Regions from separate parts of the Gasterosteus aculeatus genome. Here region 1 is linked to region 2. A link is a contact called in public Hi-C data. All regions are on one chromosome and are shown on one strand. The core of a region is the stretch at or near the end of the contact, and the rest is flanking DNA. Distances in the headings are between cores, read along the strand shown. Region 1 holds the start of LOC120822351 (zona pellucida sperm-binding protein 3). Region 2 overlaps auts2a (activator of transcription and developmental regulator AUTS2 a).

The links. A called contact is a pair of places that touch in the nucleus more often than the background predicts.
Region 1: a Hi-C map of liver shows a contact between it and region 2, with 2.4 times the contacts expected there. The contact joins two enhancer-like sites. A contact is called at or near these places in 4 of 6 Hi-C or Micro-C datasets (liver, skeletal muscle and whole body).

The regions. Positions count from the first base shown.
Region 1 is chr7:17,444,985-17,452,557 of fGasAcu3.hap1.1, forward strand. It overlaps LOC120822351 (zona pellucida sperm-binding protein 3), which reads right to left and starts at 7,497. Exons shown (of 10, transcript XM_040181950.2): 1 at 7,389-7,497; 2 at 7,133-7,299; 3 at 6,949-7,049; 4 at 6,776-6,864; 5 at 6,514-6,694; 6 at 6,336-6,441; 7 at 6,171-6,256; 8 at 5,996-6,087; 9 at 5,854-5,930; 10 at 5,662-5,776. The coding sequence starts at 7,467. The coding sequence ends at 5,866. Within about 2 kb of position 3,272, at least 1 of the 9 cell types and tissues checked has open chromatin away from gene starts, as enhancers often do. A contact at or near this core is called in liver, where this site is marked.
Region 2 is chr7:17,278,135-17,286,034 of fGasAcu3.hap1.1, forward strand. The region is part of intron 4 of auts2a (activator of transcription and developmental regulator AUTS2 a); the gene reads right to left. Among protein-coding and RNA genes, the nearest start is that of auts2a, 140 kb to the right of the region's middle. Within about 2 kb of position 4,422, at least 2 of the 9 cell types and tissues checked have open chromatin away from gene starts, as enhancers often do. A contact at or near this core is called in liver, where this site is marked.

The sequences.
Region 1 (7,573 bases), core at 2,022-4,521, 170 kb after region 2:
GTCCGCCTGTGACGACAGTGCCCGGAGTGTGGCATGAAAAGGTCAATTTTAGTTTGGACTAGGTGCTACAAAGGTAAAAAATACAATTCATTTCATAAATCCTGAGTATATTAGTGCTTTAATGAATCTCATCACAACAGCAGCTTCAGCCATCACTATTAATAATATCCACTTTTCATAGAGCTGCTGATTTCTTTTATTTATGCTGATGCGTGCTGCTGGTGGAAAGCGATCACTGCTAATAAATGAAAACCAATAGAACCGTCACATCTCATTTGGACTCATTTGTCTGTGATTGTGTTTGTTTATATTCAATGTGGTTAAAAAAACGAAAAGACGCTTTGCCTGGCAAATCGCTGGAATAAATTAATTTCACTGCTGTAAACCCGAACCCTCCCTTCCTTCCGCTTTCTCTCCATTTCCTCTGGCAGAAGCTCAACACGGTGGGGTGATCCTGAGTGGAACACAGCTGTCAGACGTCAGACATCTTTCTTTGATAGGCTGTGTGGTGTGCGTGTGCGTGTGCGTGTGGAGGCTTTCTACTGGATTACTGGTGTGATGCTTGTAATAAAAAGCAATCAGCTGCCAGGGGGAAATGATTAGGCTGAAGATGATGACAGGCACTGAGCTGAACAGCCATTGACAGATGTGAACCGCGCTGTCCGTCACTAGGCACATAAATGGGATTATAGAGATTAGGTCAAAGGGACTGTTGTAGTTTAAATGTTTACATTGTTAATATTTTAGTTGAGTGAGTGAGTGATTTCATATGTAGAAGATGTAAGATGATGTAAAAGTAATTGGTGACATTTATCTCTTACATATATATTAGTTTTTTATTAATTGAAGTGCCTTCACTTGATGTGACAAGTGACGTAACAAGTGATGTTACGTGCCGTGCCGAAAAACTCAACAACAATGTTTATGTCAAGACATCAATGCCATTCATATGTATCATAAGGCAATTGCAAAATTGTGAAATGTCTTCTTGAAGAATGCCTCAATCCTCCACGTTAGCACGAGTGTGGAGCTTAAAAAGTTCCTTTTTGGAACAATGCCAGAAACATCTCACTGGTCATCAATTATTCAGGTAAGACAGAAACTGAAGTGACTGCTTTGCTACCTACTTTGTAAGAGTAAGACCGGCTTCAACTAAATAATGTCTCAAAAGGGTGGCGTGTTTGCTGCCTAATCAACAAGACTTTGTTTGATAACTGACTGTGCCAACATCCTTGCTCTTTGCCACCGGTCTTGCTCGGCTGCTACATCTTCCTATGTGACACCTTGTTGATGCAGCGCGCCTGAAACCGAGAAGATGAGAAACCACGGGAGGGAGGAAGCTGCGTTTTCCCTTAAAGGAAGAAAATCTGCTTTAATGAACACAGACTGGAGGTTTTAATTAGGATGAAGAAACCTCCTCAGCTTGTAAAGCCCTTCATTCCTGCCCAGCTTCCCCTCTGCCTTGCTGCCTGCTGGGCTGGCACGTTGTCTGTAACATTTTAGAAACATCAATAAATCATTCCCCAATCACTTTGAGGCAACAGAGGACTTACTGTAAATAAACAAAGGGATTGCCCATAAGACTGGCAGCCTGGAGTCGTGTGAGGCTTTCTTGCTGAACAAACATCTCCTCCTGGATAAATGCAGACAAAGGGAGAAAGTGCATCCTGTAAAAGGCAGTACTGTGTGTTTGATATCCATGTAGAAGAAGAGGGGGCCCACAGGAAAGTAACCCAAGGAAAGTAACCCATCCAAGAGAAGACCACAATAAAGCACTTGTTTCCAAATCTGGACTATTTTAAATCTCTACACGTGTTCCAATCAGTTGCCATCTTGGTTTTGAGTAAAACACGTCTAACATCACAACACAAGAGGCTAAAAGAAAGAAAACAGGACGTATCGATCCAATGGACCGGTGGCTTTTGTAGAATTTGTAACTAGTGCCAGAAGCCCAATAGCATTATGTGTATTGATCCGTCTCGCTGTAAACATACCTCAGAGACGGAACACGGACTTTGTGAACACCAGGCCTTGCAGACGGATCCAATCTCATCTACTACAAATGAAGTCAGCTTGATTTAAGGTTCTTCCTACTCTCATTTCATTATTTCTTCTCCCTCTTCTTTCCCATCTTTGTCTTTGAAACTGTGAGCAGTAGTTTATGATAATATTATAATACTCTATTGGATCAAATACAATCACAGGCATCATACCGCTTCCCTGGGTCACATCCAGTCTAATCATGAAGACAGCGCTTTAAATGGTCGACTTTAACAAGGGATCCAAGTTATGGCACAATGACCAGGTCGGGAGAAGAAGAATGTGTAGAGAAGCCTTTTTGCAGAGCTGATTGCACACATCTGGCCGGCACTGACATTCCCTTAGTACTGAACCCTAGGAAAGATCAGTGACACTTGGTTTGGTAAAGGTTCAGGAAACACTCTTTGCGTGAGTAAACGCTAACGCTTCACTGAGACCTATGATCATGGAGACCAGTCACCAACACAAGGAACCAGAGCCAGTCACGGTGCTTCCCTGGGAGTGGTGCAGCTGCGAGCTGCAGGGCGTAGCGTTGTGTTGCTCAGCTGAAGCGTTAGAAGTGGGGTTTGGCAGTGTGACAGCATCACTGAGAGAAGGGCTTGGTGGAGAGACTGGAGAGAAATGGCAAGTACGATTTTCTAATGTTCCTGTGACAAAGAACCTTTTAATAGGTCCAGTATGAAATAACAGCACAGTTTCTAAAGGACTGCAGGTACACAAAGCAGAAACAAAAACACTGCTAAAGAGCTAGGACTCGTTCACTCATTTAGGATTAACAGAAGTATCATCATGTTGGTGACGAAGAACAAATACATATATTCACCTCCAGTTTCAAAAACTTGGTTCCAGTACCACTAAAATGTGTGCAGTCTGCTATGTGGAACTAGGCTCAAAGACGCTGAGCAGAGTCCAAATACCCTTTATTACTTTAGCAAAGGTAACACCGCAAATTTGTCCAACCCGCTGAAATGTCACAAAAATGCCAAGTACTTTGAACTGGAAAAGTCCTGTCGCCAGACCACTCACACATCTAGCAGAGCATTAAACACTCAAGCTAGAACGTCTCTCTCTAAAAAGCAATGACACACCTGAGCAAACAGGCAGAATATGTAATCACAGAGATTATCCATGGTCAAACATCACCACCCTGTGGCCAAGACAGCTTTGACTCAGCTAAAAAGTGCGTGAATCACCCTGCTAGGAGTGCCTGCCTGCACCGAGTGAGCGATGTCACTGTTTAGGACCATATAAATATCACATTATGTTGCTGCAGGAGCTCGGCTAGAGACTGCTCTCTGTATGGTACCTTGAATGCGGTCTAGACTGCAGTTTTAGTGTGTGTAGGTAGGAGTAATAGTAACTGGGGCGTGATTTGGCGGGGGCGTGCACTGTTTAAGCGAAAATACGCCATTTTGACGATGGCATGCGTTCTTTTGATTGGAGAGTCGTCATTTTAGGATGTGTTTTATGTGATGGGCGTTAGTTTTGACAGGAAACACATCACTGTAGTAGGGGTTTCAACATGTATATAGATGTGTTATTTGTCGCCGCGATCAACCTCATTCTGGACTCATCCATGGTGGTTGCCGCTCCAGGATTCTTTGCGAAACAGCAGAGGCCTTCCCTGTGTAGACTATCTTCTTTGCCCTCACAGAGGAAAAGATTTGTCGTGTTTCCATGTTTTTTTATTTGGCTTCTACATATTCTACAAACAGCGGCCGACTTATTTAGAACACCTCCGTGTTTGCAAAAGCCGAAATGTTTCCATACACTGGATCGATAAGTTGGTTTGTAAATGTCTCGCTCGCAGTCGTCTCCTCCACGCTGTGTTTTGTTCTTCCGTGTTTCGTGCGGCTGCCGCTGCGTACTGATGACGTCACGGACAGGCAGACTGAATAGAGTAACGTTTAACGTGTCTAAAGTGCTAAAAAACAAACACATCCATACCGTTCTTGTACTTAAATCCAATGTGCAGTTTCAATACAAATCGATTATGTACCATTTTAATCGATATGTCGTCCAGAATGCCGATTTGCTGAGCTCAGATCGATTCAGTTGGATCGCAGGAATATAAATCGATTAATCGATTCAGTGGATGAATTGTTACACCCCTACTACTAAGTATTTCCCTCCCCTGACGGTGCCGGACCCCCAAGGTGCCAACAGACTGTTCGCTCCCATAGCCGCTCAGAAGCCAAAACGTGTATAGTGTAAAATGACAGTGACGTTTGACTTGCAACCCCCCCCCCCCCCTAACCTCCCTAACATGATTCAAAGGCAAAAAGAATGTCTGAGTCAAACAAGATGGCTGCTGGACGTATTACAGTCACAGAAAACAGGAATAAATTCATCTCTTTGTTAAAAACTGCAACGGTTAGGAGCATGTATTATTGATATGATTCGGGGGGCTGGTGTTTCCTAGAGAAATGTTAAGGATATCGCTGTATTAAGAGTGAAATGTGCAAGCAGTTTGCTGTTAGCTTCTAGCTACGACCAATGGTTGCACATTTTCCCCCTTCCCCTCAGAGGACCGGTTGGTGGGCGGGAGGAGCTAATCGGGCAAACGAGGAGTCGCAGTAACCAAACGGATCAACAGCGCTGTATGCCGTCAATGCAAAACTAATATTAAAACCAGCGCTGGTTGGTTCTGGCTCGGCGCCCTGAAGAGCGATCCTCTGCCACCGTGGCAACCACATACCTTCCCCTCAAAGATTTGAGAACAGTCACAAATCAGTTGTGAATTTCTACATAAAGGGTTATTATTGAGGGTCGACAGGCCTGGTGAAAATGACCCAATTGCATTAAACAGGACTTCTGTTCTGAACCCCCGAGCTGCTTAACACAATTGATTACATTAAAGAAACCACAATGCGTAGTCCTATTGATCAGTGTGATACAAGTTTGGAAAATAAACTGCCACAACAAAGTATAGGATGGTCACAAGGGTTTGTGCTTGTATCAATTTCATGCACAGCATAAATGCGCACTACGCTGCCTCACAAGCTACTTATCAACCAAGCCATGATAATCTTGCTTTTGAGTGAAATAGTTTTCCATCAAGCCCACAGTCGGCCATGCTTGCATGTGACCTGTCGTGATTGATTTTCCTAATGTCAACCTGCTGGTTCTTTGCCGAACGACCGAGCATCCCAGCTTTAGGCAACATTAGCAGAGAACACCAGGAGAATTTAAGTGTTCGTATTGGCCAAATCAAAGACATTGTTGCCTGATCTATCTAGAGATCAGCCAGATAAGAGTTTTGTTCACATCCCCTGGGCATAGGGTTGACATGCTAAAGCATATGAAAGTAAAGACCGGATGGCCATTTAAATTTTTTTTTTCCCCCACTCGTTTATTAGGAATAGTCGCTTCAAAGAAACAAAGATAATTTAGTGTAGAGACACAGTAGTGTATCAAGGCATCGCAGTGCTTATTTTACCAGGACAGGCACAAATAACTCCTACAGGTCACGTATAATCATGTGGCAAGTTTGACTTAGTCTTGAAAATTTCTATGACAGTTGTATCAAGTGCTAATTAGAGTAACAAGTGGACAACAAGCTACGATTACAAAAACCGCCTTGAATTAGACACCATTAAAGACAATTACACAAGCTTAATATGAGAGCTTACATCTTTAATGAATCATTACAATCTGAAGTCCAATGGGCATCGAGCTTTTAGAAGTTTGAAACAACCTAATAAAATTGTAATTGAAGGTGCGACATAATTTAAAGCTGTTGGAGGAGAAGAGAAGGTTAGGTTGTAGTAAAGTATAAACATTTAGCATAATAAAATAAAAATAAAAAGTTACCCTTAGAAAAATTCAAGAAGTCTCATCAGTAATGGTAAGTGGACCAAGGACTGCTTTTTGTGCCACTCCATGAGTCCCTGTTTGAAAACACCGGTCAAGTTCACATCAAAACTAGACAAGTTAAAGCAGCATAGTCAAATACCTGATTCTATACTCCTGGTCCTCCTGGACTTGCAGTCGGAGTCACAGCAGTCACAGAGAGTGCTGTATGCATAGTTGTCCAGCAGCTCCCAGCTGAGTTCATGATTGAGAAGAGGCAGACAATTATTTACCATCATGGAAGTCAGACTACTCTCGAATGGTTAAGACATTGTTACCCATGCTCTTTGACATAGTGGCAGGCCTTCTTGGTGCGGTCAAGACCGTTGGGATCCCAAGCCACAAGTTTACAGTGGATGAACACCTGTTTTGTAGAGGACGGAGGTTGTGATGCAGAGTTCGCTTCCAGTTGTAACAATAAAACCTGCCCAATTTAGAGTTACCTCTTGACCAAGACCAAACCTAAAGGTCTGAAGGGATAGTTGGAGCTCTGAGGACTTCTGCCTTGGTTCAAATTTGGAACCAGACACACTGCTGTCCACAAGACATCTGGAAATAAAGTGAGGTTTCACATTAAAGTTCTTGACAACATAAAAGAATGATCGGGTGAAACACGATTACCCCTTATTGGCGATTATCGGGTATACAAGGCTTTTAGGCTGCAGCTCTGGTGTGGTTGCCGCTACGCATTCCTCGAGAAGCAGAAGCAAGGGCTGATGGGTTTTCTGTGACACGCTGGCCATGATCGGGATAAAGGAGCCCAGAGCGAAGGTAGTGGACTCAGCAGGGCCTGAGAAGTCATCTACAGCAGTAAAGAAGAGTCATTATGTTCCACATCACCTTGAGAGACACCATATACAGTAAGGGCTTACTTTAAACCCACCATTCATGAGGGCAATGTGGAACACTAGATGTCCCACACCATGTGTATTGAACATAGGGTCATAAATCATGGGGTACCAGTCTTTAGGTCTGCAACAAAAAAAAAAAAGAAACCCAATAAAAGCAACTGCTGCTATTTGACTAAATAGTCGATGTTGTAGAATAAACACCCACCTTGCAAATGCACAGACAACAGGATGAGTGAAGGACAGAGATGGAGAGTCAGAAGAACCGTAGGTCAGGTCATTGCTGTACATCAAGTTATCACCAGTTACCTTAGAGAGAGACGAATATCAATGAACCTGCAAGAAACAGACTCATGGTTTGAAAGGTTATATTAAAAGAAGGTTCTACGCACAAGTCTCCTGAAGTTACAGTCATTGAAATCCACTCTAAAAACAGCCTGGGTGGCAGAGAAGCTGGTGGGGAAGCAGCTTCCCAGACGGAAGAGCGAGAGATCAGCCTGGGATCGGCCCTCCGTCCACACCACCGTCACAGAGTCGGGCCTGCAGTCCAGCTTCATGTCTGGAAAGGGGAAAAACAAGGAACTCAAACTCATTCTTTCTAAGGAATCAAATCACATACCTTCATGCACCATTGTGTTACATCATTACCTGCATAGATTAACATGGCAGCAGACAAGCTCAAAACCACTGCTCGTTGCCAAAAGAAAGCCATCATGACTGGATACATGCTCCTGGGACTGTGAGGGTTTTTATTCCTTGTCACCTTGATCAAGAAAACCTCTTTCACCTGGTGTGTGTCAACAGTCTCAGGTGCAAAGGCCATTGGACCGATT
Region 2 (7,900 bases), core at 3,172-5,671:
ATCACAGAGAGGACAAATCAAATTGTATTTTGCAAAAAGCACTAAAGACTGTGACAGTAAGCGTGATAAAGGCAGAGTTTAATCACACATGGAAAATCTCAGGCAGACCTTCAGTAACTCTTCAAAATGACAGAGTACTACTGGAACATGACCCGCACCTGATTGCTGTGCACCGCGCTCTGTGAGTGTGTTTGCAAGTGTCCTTCTGTGAAAGAGGCTCACTTGAAGCCAGACCGAAATAGCGAGGCGATTAAGCAGAAGCGGTTGAACAAATCTACTGGGGCAAAGAACAGAAAATAAAAATGTAATATAATAATTAGAAGGTTGAGTGGGTGGGATAAGTAATGAACATGCAAACCATCCCAGGGAGAGAGTTCTTTGTACTCGGTGTAACCTACTGCACTGTGTGCTGCAACTGGGCTTTGGACTAATCCCTCTTGAGAAATCTCCAGAGTAAGGTCTGTGATCTCACAATTACTTCATCTATTCATGAAGCTAATGATAAATTGGGTGCACTGACTCCTGTTCACAGACATGAACAAAATTTGACAATGATGTCATACACAGAAATAACTTTTCAAGGTCACACTGATATGACCCGTCGAGGAGCAACACAGATGAGTACCAGTGAACGTCTGACTGTTCCTCCCCAATGTGGGCTAATTTCCAATGGAAGTACGGGCAATAATATCCATTTGGTGGACACCCGCTCAGTCTTTTGACATCCGTATGCAGCCAGATAATAATATCTTCTGAGATGTAATACTCATAATTCCAGGGGACGGAGAGGAGGCTCTGCTCATTCTGCTGCCCATTACCACAATCCACACGGCAGAGCTGCCAACTCTCACGGTTTCACCGTGTGACACACGCTTTTGTATGTTTTCACACGCACTCACGGCACACATCCAATTTCTCAGTGACTAACTAATTAGAAAATGACTAACCAGCTAATGATACCTCATTTTTACTTATTTTTGTCATGTGTTGATCCATTGTGTTGCTTAAAAATGCTACAGTTTAAGCACTTTATTTGTTGCTGCCCTTTTTTGTTTGATGGAACGTGTGTGGGAGGCTTTGAATAATGAAAAATATTTCGGCAACTAATCTTGTGTCAGTTTTTCCTGAACATAAATCCTTGTGCCAAGTGCTCTTAAGAATACAAATATTAAGAATATAGGTTGGGTTTCCGTTAAGAATTGGTTGAATACCATTGTAATCAAAATGGTCAAATCTCAAACACAGGTCTATTAATTAGGCTTTATTGTGGTACATAGACAGTCATTGAGGCACAACAATAGTTTTCTGGTTGAATGTTCAGCTCAAGTCTAGAAGGCCATACAAGTCATGGTCAGATGAACATGAATCCCAATAAGTTCTTTAGCATACCACCCAAAAATCCACTAGAATGCAGGAAATAACATCTACTTAAACCAAAATGTCCTGGGGGTGGACCTTCAGCTATGTCTGCTTCTCAGAATGTAACCAAGGTTGTCCATCTCCAGCAGGCCGCTCCTATCGACGACTTTGGGCCCCAAAAAAACACTTGATTGCAGGGACTACCTGCCTGCGTACGCGGTAAATGTTGGTCACTCCAGACAAAATCTCACTCCAACGTTTGTTGAAAAGGTGGCAGCTCGGCACACGGGGGGCTCTTAGGTGGGAACAGCCCCATTACGGGCTTTGAAACATGCCTTAAAGATAGACTACATCCCATCACCAGTGGTCCTTAGCAACAGCCGGTACTGTGGGTTGTTCAAGGTTGAGCTGCATTGCTTTGAGAGGGGTGGGGAGAACAAATTATTGATTGTAACCTTTGAACTGCAATATGTGTAGCAGTGAAAGGCGTAATGCATCAGGGTGGGGGAGGTGGGGGTCTACAGGGATATGCCGTACACAGCCTTTGACTCACATGCTTCTGACATCGCTCACTTCCAGAAAACGACAAAACATCACAACACGCTCCCTGACACACATTTACCCCCCCTGCCCCTGCTTGGCTTGTTCCTCTCCACCATCTCCATCTCCCTGACAGTTTGGTGTGGAAGTACATTGTATAGCTGGAGGCGAGTCAGGGAAGCAGCAGAAGCAGCACAAAAGGCATCAAAGCAGCCATCTCCACCACTGCTCTTAGCGGGTCAAGTCAAAGCGAAAGAAGTAAGCCGAAGACACTTGAATCAAGGTTAGCAGCAGCTTGGGAGGGGGAGGGCATCAAAGTGATGTAAAGCCCGTTTAAAATGAATACAGATAGATCCCATTAGTACCACCATATTGATCTGCGAGTGTGAGCCTCACCTTCTGTGCAAAAGGCAAATTTGTATTTAGAAAATAATGATGGGTTGGCTTCAAAGTGGGCAGTGTGTTATTTCACTGTATCAGATCATGGTTTGAGCGTGGCGCCCTAGACCACATCGGATCCCAACACACTGTGTATGCACAGAATGCACCTTCTACTTCCACTGGAGGTGGCAGGCTACTATATATACAGTATATATGGAATGAAACATTATGATTATTCTCACATAGTAAGTAACAAGGATCAATTCAGATTATAAAATACACAGGCGCCCATTTTGAAATGATTTGCAATCCTGAAAAAGATTTGATTGCACTTAATAATAAATAAACATTCTAGATTTTACACATAAAACAGGTAAAAATACCTTTCTTTTGCATTACAATATTTTGCTTAGTGTTTTTATGTTGGACTAGATTTTTTACTCTGGTTTTAGTTAATAATTGGATCTACAATTGCATTCCTCAATTAATGAGTTTTAATAGTATGTTGACAATAAGCAGGGTAATGATTTGCAAAGATAAAAGCTTCAAAATATTTCAAATATAAATAGCGCTTTGTCGAAATGGCCCGAATTTAACCACAATAAATTGAATTTTATTTTATTTTATTATTTATTTATGATGCTATATATCTAAATACAGTAAAACGATAAATCAATAATCACATTACAGGCCTGCTTAGAATGTGCATGGTATATAGGGGATGTAAACTACATTAAAATCATTCTTTTTCCACGTTGTAAATCACATATGCGGGACACGGTGTAACAACTGATACCACAATGCGTGTCAACAGGTATTCTGCAACTGACGACAACCAAAAGAATTTAGTTTTCCACTGCAACATTTTTTGCTCATTATCCCCAGTTAGCTCTGAAGTGGGGCATTCCGACGTGCCGTATGTCTGCTTCTCACAGAGGAGACGGCCACACACACAGTGCACGTGGCGCTTCAGCCTCTTCCACTAACAAGGCTGTGTCCACCCTCGTTGATCCCTGCACAGTGGCATATTTTTGCTGCGGAATTGAGTGGTGTGTGTTGCGATCATGTGGAGGGGCCCCTGCATAGTTCCAATGTGCCACCATATAATAAGCTCTCCTTATTTTAGCTTCATTATCGCCAACCAACATCACAGGACATTACAGCAAATTGGCTGCGAGACGGACAGTAATAAGAGAATAAGAGAGGCAGGGAATGTGAGCATGTGCGACTACTTGTGTGTGTCACCACAGCTACATCAAAAGGAGGCTCACTGAAAACGTTAAGTGGTAAAATGCACAGAGGGGTACTTTAATTCAAAAAGCTACTTTGTTCTGGACGTGGCTTTTAACATGAGTTATTCGTGGGTAACATTGCTATATATTTCATTTAATTTAGCTTGTTTTCTGTACATGGCAACGCCTTCAACGTGCATCATTGGAAAAAAGAGGAACCCTGCAAAGCTACATAGCAGCTAATTATGAAGAAAGAGAGAATGCAACATCAGATTCAAAAGACCACAGTCTGAGCAGCAGGCGGTGAGAGGCGAGCACTTCCTAAATGAGATCCCAGCAGATCCAAAAGGACCAAAGCATTCGCCTTTGCTAGCAGCAGAGGGTGCCAGTACTCCACAAAAGTATCCCAGCACAGTCCAGTTTACTAATATGAAAATACGGGACAAAGTGACACAGAGAACGGGCCCATTGTTGCTGTTCCTTCACGTTTGTGCTCAGGGTTTAATTATTCCACTTCTCCATCTGGATAGGTGACGTGTTCTAGACATGCTGTGTTTATTCCAGTGAATAGAAAGTTAAAGTGAAATGTGTACAAGTTGCAGCTCTACGAAGCATCAGCTTACCGCGCGTGCTTTGAACTGAAACTTTGAACTTTGTACACAGCGGCAGACCGATGCCTGTCAGAGCCTTGTTCAAGCAGAGATCTGGAATGTTCTTCATATAGACATCTATATAGATATAGATATACATCTCTATATATTTAATCATGTGTAGATGTTTTTGGGAGGATTTAACGTTTCTCCTCTCCTAACCCGTGTCAGATGATGCCCGGAGTCTGGGTGAATCACAGATGGCTATTCCTTTCTCCCCGCCCTGGGGCAAGAGGAAAGCCAGGCTGACTGCCACCTCCCCAGCCCGCAGTGGCAAAGAGCTGGCACCGTCAAGAAGACGGGGAGAGGAGAGGGAAGGATGGATTGTGGCCTTCCCCGCGGGTCTCCTCGGAGAAACAGTCTCCATCTGCTCATCTGGGCCAAGTCTGACAGTGAGGAGTTTTCACCATTTCCTTTCACACTCTACTGTATGTGAATCAGAGTATGCACCAGGGACGCAGAACGTGCAGCCTACCTTTACATTCAATGTGCACAACGCCACACATTCAAGTGTTTCTGAAGCGCATCTAGTTTTTAGACAGCACATTGTGACTTTTAACCTTCCTAACCAGTGGCCTGTGAGGTTTGAGGATCAATACCTGTTCTTAACGCTGTGTCACGGCGGTGCACGGGGTTAAGAGGAGTTTCCGAACAGGTCTGGTTAGGATGGAGGCTTCATCGGATGAAAGAGCAGCAGAGACTGAGCGGAAGGTCAAGGAACATCCACTTCAGAACTATCTGCCACAGAGACAGCAGAGCACTGGTGATGTGCTGTGGATGAATGGGGACTCGGGCTGATGGGTGCTTGCATGTAATGCAAAGCAGTGGAAAGAGTTCCGATGAAATTACGACGACTCCGGGCCCCAATATCGGGCTTAACTATCCGTGTCCTAACAGCTTGTTCAGGAACAGTAGACAGAGAAAACAACAGCCTCTGGGCTTTTTGTCCATCTTTTCTTTCTACGGTGCTGTTGTTGCTATGGTTCTACGGTCATCACTCAAAAGGGAAATACAGGGAATCAATGTCAATTCATTCTTTATTTTAATATGCAAACGTTAATTCTCAAACATGTTTATGCTCCCTTGAGCCCTATAGAGGTTGTAAAGGAAAGATTAAAGGTGTTCAATCATAAAAAAAAACTTCCACTTATGATGCTTCATGTATCAGAGTGGCCTTTATATTCTTAGAAAAAGCTATTTATGAGTATCTGAATCACTCATTTACTCTTCAAGTCCACTGAGAGAATTCTCCAAATGCACCATATGCAGTTTATCTGTGATTCCATGATAGAAGAATCTGAAACTGTGGTGGGTGGACCTCAGACCCTCTAGGGGGGTCTGAAGGCAGGACCCCTCAGAAAAAAAAATGTTTTCACATTGAATTCAAACACATTGGGTGTATAAGTATGAATGGGGATGACATCGCAAAACCCACAAAGCATTGTGACAGTCTGGACGGAAGTCGGGGGCCCCGGGCCATCCAAGCAGACTGGAGCCTGTCACTTTTCACTGCCACAGAGGAAAGGTCCCGTGGGGGGGTCCTCCCTGGCAGAGCGGCTGTCACGCATGCGGCAAGTTGAATTCCCTGAGAAGAATGCACAGACCTCACACGCTGTAACTGAAGCGTAAGAATATTTTCGGTTCGTTATGAAACTGAGGCGTTCCTCTCTAGAGTTGGGTAGTTAATGGAAACACTGCAATAAGCTGTATCTTTTGTCACAAAAGATACAATTTCATTCCAGACAAGTTGTCTTGAAGTGCAGAGTTCTTTAAATCCAATGTACCAGATAGATGGCTTTATAGCATATTTTCACTTTACAGCACCAACACCATCCTAAAAGGCAGTTAGATATTTCTTCTTTAGCATGCATGTTTGAAATAGCTGTCTGTTCAAGTAAATCATCATACATGATGCATGCATTAAATTCTATTACACAACGAATTAATGAAATAATAATTGATTATACGCCTTAGTTTTGCGGTACTACTGTTGTCTGCTATAAAACTTACCATAATTATTATTAACATTAGTATTTCCAAGGGACATTTGAACAATTGATAATAGTAGATAACTAATACTTATCTTTAGGGCACATGGACATTGGCTTTACATGTTACAAGTGTTTTGGTCGAAATTGGACCAATATTAAAATCTAGTCCAAGATGAATGACTAGCACAAGCTGTTTCCCCATACAATGTGAGTGAAAGGAGCTCCCTCCCTCATTCACAGCTATTTCTCCAGAGTTAATAGCTCAATATAAAGTAGGCTGGAGTTAACAGGCAGCTCTCTCCTGAAGATGTTTACTTTCCCTTCACCTAGATTCGTCCATTAACAGGATGTGTGTGTATGCATGTGTGTCTGAGAGACGGCGTTACCTCGTTAACTCTGAAATGTGAAATCCCTTACTGAAAGGATGCTATCGTGATTTGCGCACCATGTGCTGTTATACGCATATGCTTTTTCCTTAGTCAAAGCAGATATTTAGTGTATGTGAGGAACCCAAAGGACACACTAAATAATATCCAACAAAGATATGATGGCGTATTGTACTGAATGTTCTCCAGTAAATAGGAACATGACCTGTTGTCGGATTAGAGGGAAACTAATGGTGACGTTACAGACAATCAGCTGGGAGAGTCATTATATATTTGTTGCGAGAGTGCCCTTATCAGAAGCAGCATAGGATCCATTATTACACTCAATTGCAAAGCGTAAGTCAAGTTACAGTAATCAAACATCAGAGACAATTCACTAGGACTAACACTACTCCAATGGAGACAAATTATGAAGTGGATGTGGTCTATGTTATCAAAAGCAGGGAAATGAGGTGGAAGGGAATGGAGGGAAGTTGATTTTCTTCCTACGCCCTCCGGGAATGTGGATCTGATGAAAAGGACTCAACACATGCAAACATGAGCTTTCAGATATTCTCCCTCCCCCCGAAGCCTCTGCTTGCCGTAGTCGTTAAGGCCCTCCGGATATTTCCAGGATGATGAAGGACTACTTATGCTGACTTCAAATACTCATCAGCAGCTCCTACTTCCAAGTTACTGAGTCATAAATAGGACTTGTCATCCGTTTAGGTGGTTTAGGCTGGAATACATTTTTTTTTTTAAAGTACAAAACTGTTTTTTTTCCATGCCGATTAGTGGAGCAGCTGGAGGAAAGGAGGCGGAGGCATCGAAGCTGTCACGAATTACTGAACATTTACATTGCGCAAAGGGGACACTTCACACTCATTTTACGGATAATACTTGTAATAGGTTTCTGCTAAAACATGTTGCATGCTTAAATACATTATACTGTACATTAGATGTAGGCATATTTTATCTGAAATGCTCTGGTTTTGCATCGGTCTCTTTCAGCTCCCCAACTAAAAAAGCCCAAATAGGGTGCCTTTTTGTTATGGTAGCTCTCAAGCTGTGGGTGGAAACACCCAGATGTGGGGGGCGGGATGTTCTAATGAGCATGCATTTAACAGAGGAAGGGGAGACAAATCTCAATGGGTTGTGGATGAATGGAGAGCCCGGTCTTCCTTCAATCAAAGCATTGGCGGTCGGGTCCCAGATCATCGGCTAATAAGCGTGCCCATGTGCCCTTGGGCAAAACTTAACGCCGACGTTGCTCTGTAGCTGTGACAACGGTGTGTGTGATTGGCATTGATATCAGATGCTGATGGGCAGGTGGCACTGCGTATTGTAGCTCCTGTCATCAGTGTACGGATGAGTATGAATGA